2 separate regions of the Anas platyrhynchos genome follow, and region 2 is linked to region 1. The links are chromatin contacts, called in public Hi-C maps. All regions are on one chromosome and are shown on one strand. Each heading gives the region's core, a stretch centred on a gene start, on an enhancer-like site or on the middle of the called end of the contact. The rest is flanking DNA. Distances are from core to core; before and after follow the strand shown. Region 1 overlaps SKI (SKI proto-oncogene). Region 2 has its middle 120 kb from the start of RER1.

Evidence for each region. Hi-C and Micro-C count contacts between places; a contact is called where the count stands out from the background.
Region 2: a contact with region 1 is called in a Hi-C map of subcutaneous adipose tissue, with 1.9 times the contacts expected there. The contact joins two enhancer-like sites. A contact is called at or near these places in 4 of 8 Hi-C or Micro-C datasets (F1 follicle, liver, skeletal muscle and 1 more).

Annotation. Positions count from the first base shown.
Region 1 is chr22:393,989-400,287 of IASCAAS_PekinDuck_T2T, forward strand. All of the region lies in intron 5 of SKI (SKI proto-oncogene), which reads left to right. Among named protein-coding and RNA genes, the nearest start is that of FAAP20, 34 kb to the left of the region's middle. Within about 2 kb of position 2,008, at least 5 of the 8 cell types and tissues checked have an H3K27ac peak or open chromatin away from gene starts, as enhancers often do. A contact at or near this core is called in subcutaneous adipose tissue, where this site is marked.
Region 2 is chr22:520,588-526,846 of IASCAAS_PekinDuck_T2T, forward strand. No RefSeq gene overlaps it. Among named protein-coding and RNA genes, the nearest start is that of RER1, 120 kb to the right of the region's middle. Within about 2 kb of position 3,939, at least 4 of the 8 cell types and tissues checked have an H3K27ac peak or open chromatin away from gene starts, as enhancers often do. A contact at or near this core is called in subcutaneous adipose tissue, where this site is marked.

The DNA of each region.
Region 1 (6,299 bases), core at 758-3,257:
TGGGTCCTGACAGCTGGAGCACCACCACAGCAGGAACCAGAGGTGTCTCAGCCCCATTCCTTACCCCCCTTCAACGTTTTGGTTTTTGTATCCTCCTCGTTAATCCTTGGATGAGCAGAAGATCCTTTCTTTTCCTGAGCCATATTATAACCTCTCCATCATCCTTTGTATCCTTTGCTGGGTTTTCCACCTTCTCACGAGCTCTCACAGGTTTTTTTCTGCTGTGATTTCTGTCCGGTCTCAGAGTACCAGCACTGCTGTTGCATGAGGGGGAGGCCCGTTTCCCTACCTGTCTCGCATTTGATCCATGGTTATCAGCATGGAGCCCAACCGATGTGTTCTGGGTTATTTCCAGAGATTCAAAATGTGAAGAACCTGACAGCATTGCAAAACAGGGTCCTAGAAATCCACCATCGGTGCCAAAGCCTTTTTCTTGAGCTCAGCAGCTGGTGCATGTTGTGTCCTCTTGCTGGTGTAGACGCGGCCTTGGTTTGTCTTTGAGATCCTCTCTCCACCCCGTGTGGAGCAGCACCGTGCTCTGTACGCAGGTATGTCTCTGATGGAGCTAGTTCAAACAAACACACCCCAAGGCTTTCTGGTTGCTGTTTCCAGGAGAGGAGGGTGGCTTCGCCTCTGCCTCTTTTCAACTTTTTTTTCTTTTGAACGTTGAACTGAGCAGAGTTTGGTGCTTCCACGTTTCCTAGCTGTGTGCCAGACATCTGTATGTTTAGTAAAACTGTCCGATCAGGCAGCGAGGGGGGATGAGAACTCTCCTTGCACGCGTGTGAACACCCCCAATGCCAGCGGGGCCGCGTTCCCACAGCTCAGGTCCCAGCAGCACTCGGGTGAAGCAGCTGGGAGCTGGAAGCAGCCTTCTGTGTACAGACACACAAATGAGCACTTCATTTCTCAATGCCTCCCAAGCCCGGGCTGCCACAACACGCGGCTTTCTCAGCTGGAGAGAGGTTTAGCCAGGTCAAGTGTGCGGCCAACTCGAAGAACAGACGCTGCCGAAAGTGGAAGAGCGTGGGGCTGCCGAGCACTGCTGGGGTGGCTCGGGCCTTTCAGGTGCCGTGCAGTGGTGGCTGCACTGTGTTTTGTGGCCACGTGAAATGTGATGGAGCTACGATGCGGATCTTTCTGTTCCTGTATCCCCAAGTCCTGCCTCCTGGCAGTAGCGAGTTTCTTGATCTCGTATAGCAGGGAGATTCCCATTTTTGATTTCACAGGCATTGGTGTTCAGGACGCTGGATGGATTTATTCTTCTCTGTACCAACTGGCTTGATGAATGCTCTTGAAAAGCTTTGAGAGCTATGGGTTCAGGTGTTTCCCCATGGAGCACAGAAGTCATTTGCTCTCTTACTTGCTGCTTAAGAATTCATTAGAAAATACCCAGTAAAAATGTTGAAGTCCCTAAAACACAAGTGTTGAAGCCTTGAAGGAGTACCCTAAGTTCACAAACACTTCACACCTTAGGAATAGGACCTGAAAAACCATGCCGAGCTTAAGCGAAATCCTGTGTACCTGAGATGTCAGTGTTTAAGCAGACATCAGCATTTTTTTGCCAGGAGTGCAAACAGTTTTACAGATGTTGTAGGTCGAGAACAAAGAAGCAGGTACGTGCATGTGTGCGAGACACAGAGTGTGCTGCAAATAATGAGCTAATGATGTTGAGTCACCTGTGGCTCTCTGTTACCCCAGAATCGTACTGTACTTCCTGAACTCAGCCCTCGTGAGTTAGGGAGGAAATTACACAAAATCTATTCTTCAGACAATCACAGCCCAAAATATTAAAATATATGCCACTGCCTTCATTGTCCGGGCAGTCTCTCTCGCCTCTCCATCTCAGTGGTTTGGGGCTCGGCCGTGTGTTCTGCCCCAAAGAGCAGCGCGCTTTGAAGGTGGCGTGAACACAGTGTGTCGGTCGGGGAGCCTGCAGCACCTGGCCTGACCGCCAGCAGCCAGGCACGGTTATCGGGCTGCCTGGCGAGGGTGTGTTTTCCTTTGCTGGGATGAGTGTTCACGTCGGCGTTGTAAAAGCATCTGGCAGTGTCTGCGTGAGGCTGCTCAGAGCATGTCTAGACAACGCAGCGGTGAAACTCCTGGCAGCCACCAGTACCTTATCTGCACCTCGCTAGCAGTGCTGCGGCTGCATCGAGGGGGCTGAGCCGAGCACAATTTGGAGACTCGACGAGGTCCGTTGTCCATTCTTACTGAAAATCCGTGTCGTTTTTGTCTCCTAGCGAGGATATTGTGCCGAAGTTCAGGGTTTCGGTGGCACCGAGTACAGCAAGGAGTGGGCTGGCTCCCTGCTGCTGGTGATAACGAAGGACTGGAACTCACACTGCTGGCTTAGCCGGCCCAACTGCTTTGCCACTGCACCGAGTTGCATCTCCATGCAAAGTATCAGGCACAAAAAGCCTCATTACACTCTTGTGTTTTTTTTTAAAGGCAGACAGTTCCCGAACTTCGTGCTGTGATTCTTATTTAGAGGGAGCTCTCATGGAAGAGTTGCACTAAATCTGACGGGGTTCTTGGAAAGAAATGAAAGCATGGACAGAAGGAACTCCAGCTGGGCTGTAGGACATCTATCAGTAGAGTACTGTCAGTTGCTAAGCTAACCTGTTTCTTTTGAGTGGCCATAGAACACTTAAATCAAATTGATTTTCATGTAAAGGAAGCATTACTTTAACGCGTAGTAATATAACATGCCTTTATTTTAAACTTACCAATTACAATGTTAATAATACATTTTATTAGAGAATTGCTAATTTGCATCTGTTTTCTGCATTTTGGAAGTACAGATTAATAAGTGTGTATCTCTGTTTTTACTTTTAGTGGTGTTCCACTCAGTTTCTGCTATAGTTAGTGTGTGTCACGCTGGGGGTGGACAGAATTCATGGCATTATTATCTTCGTGCCCACCTTGGGTAGGCAGGTATGTCTTGTATGGTTCTTGTCTTCATTGCCACTGCAGATTCAGCCTCATACTGTTACCAAAATCACCTGTTGAGATATTTTCTGGAGCATCCGAGGTTAATTTGAAAGTTTGGGGCTTGGGGCTCGTTCGGCAGTTCTCACTCAGGCAATCAGCAGGCGCACTAATTGGAACCAGTTCGCCCACAAACCACAGCAGACTTGTCTCTGTATCAGACTTCCTCCCGTGCGTGCTGGCGGTGCTTGCAGCCGTGGGGAAGAGGGCAGATCCTGAACCGACATGCGCCGGGGTTAACACGGAGTGGCTGCAGTGAGCTTGTGGCCGTGCCCTCACCTTTACAGGACTGTGCCAAAGCCAGGAGTGGGCCTGTTTTGGCACTGCAGTGTTTTTGTTTTGCTCTATAACTAGGTTTTGGTCCCATAGGTGTTTGGGGGTGCTGTGACCTGGGCAGGTCTTACTGAGCAGGGCATTGGCTCCTGCAGCTGGAGCTGCCCCTGGACAGGGAGGCCTTTGCCTGCTGGTTGCTCCATGCACCATTGGGGTTTCAGGTTGCTGTAGATACCTAATGGTGATTTTGTTCTTTTATGTAGGATTTGTCAATCTCTATGTTTCAGCATTTTAGCTTATTTTTTTCTCCTGACGGGGAAGTCTCTGCAGCTGGGACCAGGGCCAGCCTTGCTTTTCTCCAGTGCAAACTGAAGGGCCATAAACTTGGCCTCGGAATTGCATCAGGTGCAGCCCTTTGAACATGCCTCGTGTGCCCGTGTTGGGCAAACCTGCTGGCAGGCAGCTGCCGGCCACTGTGTGCCCGGCTCATTGTGCTGCTCTGACCTTTGCTTGGATGAGGTAACGAAAACAGATACAAATTGAAGCCCTGATCCTGCCAGCATTTCATGGCCAGGGCTCTGGGAGAAGCCAATGGGAATTCCCCCGTGTGGGTCTCTTATCGCTGCCTCCATCTCTGGCTTGGTCACTGTCACTTTTGTTTGGGTTTCTCCAGGCTGGGTGTGTATTAAAACAACCTGCTAAGCAACATAATGGCATTTTCTGTTAAATGCAGGCGTCCTGCCACCCTTACTTATATTAAGTAGTCTTTGAGTTGCTTAAGCAGTTATACTTAAAGTCAGGAGAGACGTCCATGAGGCCAGAGGTTGTGCAGAAACTGCAGCCTCGCTCTGCATGCTGGAGATAAGCAGCAAAGGAGCAAATCGATAGCCCGGGTTCTGGCTTTGTTATTCATTGATTGATGTACAGTTACCTTTGCACATGCTTTGTAGAAAATGTGACATTTATTTATTTTTTAATTGAAACCCTTTCTGTTTTGGTGCGACCATCATTTGGACTGGAAGCACGAGAACTGCTGAGGTTTTACAGAGCAGCAGTGCCACAAAACAAAATCCTCAGGTGGAGCAGAGTGCTTGGCTTAGTTCTCCTGGGGAAGATTTCAGGGACATGTGCAGAAGACCCGCACCCCTGTGCTTTGTTCCTCGCCCTCTGTTCCGTCAATGGTATCATTTTATAGAATAAGGTCATTGACTTGGATTGCTCATTGGTTTCTCAACCCTTTTCACCAGCCAGTTTGTGTAATGTCTGTCTGAAATGTTGAGTAAGGGCATTGAAAGAGCAGACAGGATATCAAGTGTTAGGAAGTCTGGGTTAAGTATAACAGACAGTGCTGGCTGCTGGAAGGGGAGCAGCCCCTTGAGCTCGGTTACAGATTGGTCTCTGTGGAAACAGCAGGCTCGGGGCTCTGCGTCGCTCTCCCAGCGCTTCCCCCCTACACCTATATAATTAATTGTGTGTGGGTGCACCTCTTTTCTAGAGATGTCTTCCTTGTTTCTTCGTGGCACTGAATTGTCTGTAATGTCTCTTTCTAAGGATTACATAAGTTTAAGATGATTTCTCCACTGGGAGAATTATGCAAGTTTAAACTGAAATGTATTTAGAGAGCTTTTATGGATGTGTTTTCTGACTTGCAATGCAGAGGGTGATTTATTTGCATCCTTAATTGGACAACATCTGCTGGGGTTGGGAGAAGAAACATTTCCTATCTTCCCACTGTCATAACCCGTGTTTTCATGAAGCTTCCTCCGCTTACTACATGCTCATGGCTCTGACTCTTCATGCCCAGGTGGAATCAGCCAGGAGCTGAAGTTGGACACATCAGGGGAGGAATCTGCAGAACTTGTAATTCATATCTGGAGACAAAAAAAAAAAAAAAAGCGGTATGTGCCAGTGGCACTGATAAAATCAGGAATAGTAACACTTGTTTTCTATCTTTAGATTTTCTCCTTTTGTAAGATGTTGCCTTTATTGCCATTAAACAGAAAACATGGGTGGTAAAGCTGGCCAGCTCCGTCAGTGAAGACAAGGGTCTAAAATATTTCTGTAATGCTGCTCTTAGTGAGCTGTGACCATTGAGTAAAAACTTTCCTTCTGGTTTTCAGCACAGTTAAGCTGTTCTGTGACACCTAATGCAGGAGAAGAAAGCTACTGCACCCACATGCGTTTACTGAATTTGAAGAGGCCAAAGTAACCTCGTTACTTTAACCTTGGTTAAATGGGATCTGTGCGAAATCTGGCACCTGACCTGTGCCTGCAGCCCTGATTAGTTTCACTGGGGGAGCTGCACAGATCGAAAGAGCTGCCCATGCAGATCGGATTGCAGAAAGGAGATCCTGATAGTCGTTTTCTTTCTATTATTATGTAATGCAGAAGTGCTGAGTATCTTGGACCGCATACATAATGCTTGTAGATGATTTTTCCAGGATCTAGCTAACAAAATTAATTCCACTGTATTCAAATGTATAGATTATGTGTGGAGCCGGCTGCTTACTAAAACAGATATTGTAGTAGTGCCAATTAGAAACAGTGAATTACTTCAAATAATTAAAAACCACACTCCTTTACATATTACCTTTTGCTGGATCCAGTATTTTATTTGACAAGTATCTTTAAAAAACAAAATGGAAAAATCCTCTGGGTTATTCCAGAGGTTTTCATCTTTATAGCAGTAGAATAAATTTTGGAGCTTTTATACAGAATAATTGACCAGAAAAGCAGAAAATAGACAGTATTGTGGTCTGATTTCAGTAGCCTTCATTGATATTATGAATTTCAGATTTACACTTCTGTTATTAAGAATTTCTCATTGTTGTATGTTAAGCACACTTTTCTAAAATCCCTTTGCTCTAGAGTTGACAACTCGCCTGAGTTGAAAGATAATGGAGTCTCGTGTAAGTTGGAGGGGAAAAAAAGAAAAAAATTCACCATTCTTAACTCCCCCCTAGCAGTTTCAGTTTATTTGGTGGGTGTGAATTATCTCACCCATGCTGCTATGATTTAGAAATATGCTTTTGAAA
Region 2 (6,259 bases), core at 2,689-5,188, 130 kb after region 1:
TATGAATAGACCTTGTGGTCAGGGTTCAGGACTGAGCCTGCCAGATACGACAGATGGAATATCACCTCCAGAATAATCTTAGTTCAAATTCTGTCCATTATTCGGAATGGACCTGAGCAATTTTTGCTGAAAGTTCTTGTACTGCCCCTAAAAGCATGCTTGAGATCAAGCCTCGCGTGCCCATGTACATGTATACGTAAGAAAAAGCTGAGGCTCCAACTTATTAACGTAAAATGACTTCAACACAGTGTAATGCCAAAACATACAGTTGAAATTTCCCTCCATTATAATTCTGTCCTGTCTGCAGCTAAGATCATCATGCACATCCAGCCTCTTGGTACCTTCTTATCACTAATATATCGGAGACTAACTGCAGCTAACACGAGCTGCAGCATACAGGACCTGATCATTTAGCATACAGAGTGTGAATGCGAACAACACATTCATAGTGAGGCTAATGTATTATTTAGCTGGTTAGATCACATTCCCACATGGTTCATAACTACAAATCATCAGCTCGAGAGAGGCACTCCTAAAAAAAAGAAATTTTGCACTTTTGGGAAAAAGTTCCTAAGTAATTCTTAGAGAAGACAGCAACAGCTGCTGCTAGGTTTGCTGCAGTTTAGACAGGAATTCTTCAGTTGCACACAGTGGATTATTAGCTGGAATTTGAGCATACTGAATTATAAAACAATTCTAACATAGTATGGAGGAACAAAATTCTTGAAACATTTTTTCCAAAGAAAAGGGCAAAGTTGTTCCTGATGTAGCAACAGCATGACTCTATTTCATTGCTAGTAATTAATCATCTATATTTTTTCTGTTTAATTTGTTTAAATAACGAAACTGTTGTTTACTAAAAGTAATATTGTTTTGAAAACAAGGTTTGTGTGATGGCCAGAAAGGAGAGTTTGCCACAAACATAAGCTAAATGTTTACGGAAAAATCAGTAAATTGGAAAAAACAGGCAGGGCAGTGGCAGGTTCATGCTGGGAAGAAATTGTTGCTGCTCCAACCCCCCATGCCAGATTGTAGGACGCTGCTGTGAGGTCACCTGCACAGATTCACTGCAGAATTCAAAGACACCAAGTGACCTATTTTATGCCTGGTAAGGAAGTAAGATTCTAGGAATAGTGTCCAACGAAGTATCTGGTCACTGACTGCAGTGAGAGCTCTGTATAGTCAGCAGAACCTCACCTTGAACACGTTGCCTGTTTACATGAGACACTTCGGAAGCACATAGAACCAGAGACAGATCACACCGGAATGAATGGCTCAGGTCAGTTTCCTATCTCAGACTGACAAAAGCTATTTAAACTAGAAATTAAACCAGGGGTATGTTTATGCAATGAAATGGTGAGCAGCAGTCTGAGAAGTTTCTGGAATTCTAGAAGGGATTTAAGTTCTGAATTGAGAGACAGGAATTTCAAACTGGAGGCAGCAACCCTTGTGACTACTCAATTCTTTCCGACTGGTAACCCATTCACAAATAAGAAGGTACATGTTTACGGTTCACTGCAAAGAACAAGGACTGTTTTTTAAATGAGCTCCAAATGACAATGCCATTGAGTTCTGAGGCAAAACCCACTTAGAGCTGCTTGACTGACAAATGAACTGCACCGTCAGAGAGGAACAAACAGGCCCCAAGAAAAGAACTTCTCTCTATTCTGACATTCTGCAATAAACTAAACACAAACTGTCCACTGCTCTGTTCTGCCCTTAGAGCTCTTTGAACATAAAGCACAGAGCCCAGATAGCACAGCAATCCCCATCTCAGTTCTCGTTTCCTCCTGAAGGCTTCATGATCTCACTGCTAAACTATTGATCTTGGTTCTGTGCATGAAATGGGTACATGCTGGCTGACCTCTTAGCATACTTTTCTTCTGCTGCTGGGTGCACTCCTCCTGGCATCTAAGTATTTTTGATTTTGCCTTTTGAAATAGCTTGTGTAATGGAAAGGCAGGGAATATTTTTTCATGAAGAGGAAAATAGTGTTTGGAACAGCAGCTTTCTTACTCATTTTGAAATCTAAGAAGAAAGGTTCACGCATGAAAACCGTGTACCACATTTTGCACTTGTAAGAAAAATTCTGACAAACTGAGGGATCTGTAACTTTACAACCTGGATTTTTACCCCCTGTGCAGGCACCAAGGACACTGCTGATACGCTTCAGGTGTGGATTCTGCATGCCAAGAGAGACAGACCTGTAAGTATCAGCTGAGTCTGCATCTGCCTGCTCCTTCGCTGCAGGCTGCAGAATTGATGTTATAACAGGCAGACTTCAAAACTGAAAAGAACGTTCCTTTAAACACGAGGGTCAGATGGTTCTGATCAAAAGAAAATAGATCAGAAAAGCAAACAAATGTACTCAGTAAGCCAAGTTTCACTATGAAAGGCAAGAGGGTCTTCTTTTTTTATTTTTGTTTAGCCTGTTCCTGCCCTTATCGTACTTAAGTAATGGTTTTGGGAAGGAAATTTGAATAGATCCCATAAGAAAGCCATAGCCAACCTACAGTGCGTTAACCAGAGGGAGAGGTAAACTACTCTGGATATTCTAATGAATTAAATTATTTAGTAACACCAGCTAATATAGTTCACTTATAAAATCTTTCATGAGCTTTAGCACTGTATTTCACTCACTTGAGAACTCTTGACAGCTGCTAAGACACCTTCCAGCCATCCAATTAGGGCAGAGGAATGGTACAATTCTAGTAATGAATTTCAGAATTTGTCAGAAAATCAGAGAAAATGGTCATGATTTTTTTTTTTTTTTTTAAAGAAAAAGGTACTACAGCCGACATGTAAAACATTTCTTGAGCAGCAGTACTGAGGCAATACTTGCACATGGCAAACAGGCTGAAACCTGGGTAAGACTAAATCCAAAATGGCTCGCAGGGCTGCTGGAAGTACTTTGTAAGACAGTCACAGACAACTAGGCAGGTCTGTTGCAGGTTTTATTTTTGGCGTGGTTAAATGTGATGTATAACATTATCAGATGCACTACAGAGAGATGAAGCAGTATAGAATAGAGTCAAGATCTGGGCTATTTAATGAAACACCTTGTTAGAAACTGAGGTATATACGGGGACTGGATCCTGCAAGCCTCCAAAGACCCAGGCTGAGGGCCTGATCAGCAAACTGCTGTCTGCATTTATCGAAGACAGTTTATCCAAATACTAAAACCTTTCAACTGTTGTGGATGTTTTCTTCTATTATAACTGGGAAATTTACACATCCAAAGGATACGCTTCCCCTTCTCTTGAACTAAATTAATTTCTGTTACTCCTGCAACCACAAAGCGTAATGTACTGCTTACATACAAGTTCCTGGCCTATGCATTGTGGGCACCAGAAAAAAGCATGGTCTGTTTCTCTGCAAGGTAGGCTAACTCTGCATAACCTTGTAAATGCCAAGAACAGTGGAAAAACAGGGCCTGAGAAATGGAGAATGTATTACTTCACTGTGCACTTAGCTAACACTGAGTTTCTTGCAGCAGGGCAGGAAATTGTATCAAACATCTCTCCGTGATGTTGGCTCTTCCTACACAGATCCTCATCCTCCCTACCAGCTCTCTGAAGTGGAAGTACCGCAATAACTGCTGCACTTGTCCAGAGGGACAAGGAACAAAAGGCTTGAACAAAATGGACCTGGATGTGAATTGCCGATACCACGTGGTAAACTCGACCCTTTTCCTACCACAGCTTAAGAACACTCAGCTGCTGTCTGGCCAAGATAATGAATCTCTCTCAGTGTAAGGCAACCAGACATTCTGAAGAAAGAATGAAGAGATCTGAGGTGAAGATTCATGTTTTAAAATGTTGGGCCAAGTGGCATCTGCCTGTCCGGTAATTCCTTCTGCCTTTATCTTCTGAACCGTGTAATAGTGTGTGACTAATATCAGTCCTCCTACTTCTTCAGCCTAGTCATTTCAGCTGATATTTTAAAGCGTACCACACTATGTGCTGACTTGCCTCCACCCTCTGCTAGCTTTCCTGTTCTAGAGAGAGACAGAGAGAAAATGACTCATGCATATCTCCTACTATTCAAGCCTTTTAAGCAAATTCAAAGGAAAGTTTTAAAGGTGCTCTCTTGATTTGGGAATGCCTGGGTGGGGTTTTCTTTTTCTCTGTGTGCTTGTTTTTGCCAAATTGTATGTAATTTTCCAAACTCTACGATGCTTAGACATTTTAATCATTTAAGAACCTTTCTGACCCTCTCAAACTGCAATTTGGAAATGTCAGAAGTACCCACTAATACAGGCATTTATGGACACCTATAGGAAAGGAAAATGAGGAAAAAAAAAAAAAGGTAGATATAGGTAGATATAGGTAGAAAAGGTAGATATATTTTCTGTAGGTGCAGGCTACTGTACAAGAGCAGATGAAAAATCCTCATCAGGGAACTACAAATCCTGCTTGCAGCTTCACCCAGACACTGCTGATACTAGCAACAGCACCATACAAAAACATGCTGGATCACTACAAAGGCAGATCCTCATTCTTTATGGCTTTCCAGGTCTAACTGACCTCCAGCCGGCAGCTTGCAAGCCACCAGTGAATGTGCTATGGTCATGTGTCCACAATGAGATACACGTGCTGACAATCTGTGTCTTTATGATGTATAAGTATATTAATTATTTAAATTAAAATATATAAATGTTAAAGTAACTCATGTTGAGAACTTTTAACCAGAATGGAAAGAATCCCTTAAAAGCAGCTACTTAAAAAACTACTAAAAGTATCCAGAATCTAAATAAAGTGCTAACTTTGGAAGAACTACATTAATTTGGTTTTAGAGAACAGGGGGAAGATTAATGAAAGGCTGTAAAAGATCACCAAGAAAACAAAATGGCACCATCAAGTGCTGTTTTCTCCCAGACTTTTTAATTCCAGGTCAACTCTTGACCTCAGACATGATCTAGGGAAAAGCACAATCAATGGATAAAGGCAGCTTGCTCCATAGCATCTAGTTCTGCTGCTTTAAAAAACCCAGATGTCGTCTTCTCCCAGCAACATGCTGTGGGGGATTTAGAGGTGCTTGTTTTTCTGGAACCTGAACATCTAGGAAAGACTTATGAGAATGAGGGGGATAAGGACACAGGGGATTTATGCTGGATAGCTTGGTGGAAGGATTGAACATCCACATGCTTAGTTCAGATGACAAACTGAGAGGTACGCCGTGCCATTAGGGTACCTATCTCATCTTCAAGTACATCGGCAACCTCAGTGTCAGGCAGGGATATCAGCGGGAAACAAACTGCCGCTTCTTTTCTCTACAACGACCCAAATGCAGATTCTAACAGCGTGATCCAATCTCACCTGTTGATTTCACCTTGACAAGGCACTCGCATGCACTGCCCCAAGGAGAAGTGGGTCAGGTACTGTCCCAAGCCGGCTCCCAGTCTGTGGAGACAGCACCAGGCGAGTGGGCCCTGGGCATTTCATGGGCGGCCCCTCCTCAACCTGGCACCGCGTGGTAACTTTTCAAAGAATTAGTTCCTGCCTTGCAGCCAACTTCTCTGCTCTCAGAGCCGAACCAAGCACGACCCAGGCTTCCTTCTAGGGAAGGGTCTTTGCAGCGGCTCCGCTACTTCCTTGTCACACAGCTCCCCGTGCACAACCAGCCCTTCTTCCATCCTCACAGCGAGCCGACAGCCCCGTTAGCCAAGCAATGGCACCGCTCCGACGCCTCCCGCTGCGGGGCGAGGGCGGGGAAGGGGAAGGAAGCAGGGGAAGGATGAGGCCCCGCCGCCGCCTTTTCGAGCCCCGTCACACGCGGGGGCCTCGCTCTCCGCCGGGGGCTGCGGGGGATTCCCCTCAGCGAGATGGCGGCCGGGGGACGGGCTGGGGCCCCGCCGAGGTGCCTCAGCCCCGGGGCCCCGCCACGGGCGCCGAGGGACGGGGCCGGGCCTCGGCGCCCCCTGGCGGGCGGCTCTGCGGCCCGGCGCTGAGGGAGCCGCGGGCGGCCCGAGGCAGCGCCGCCGGGTCCCGGCCCCGCGGAGCCCCCGGAAGCATCGCCGCGCCTCGAGGCCTCGGGCGGGGGCAGGAACGGGGCCGGGCCCCGCTCATGGCCCCCGCCAGCCCGCGGCCGCCTTGTTCCGCCCCGAGGAGCCGGTGGCGGCAGTGCCGCGGGAACGTCCCACCGCCATTTTAAGCACCTGCCACTTCCCAACCCAAATGGATGCAGGAAGCAGCGCGGCGCGGCCTTGGTGCGCGGCCCAAGTGCGGGGTGGTGCCCTGACAAGAGGTCTCACGTCAGG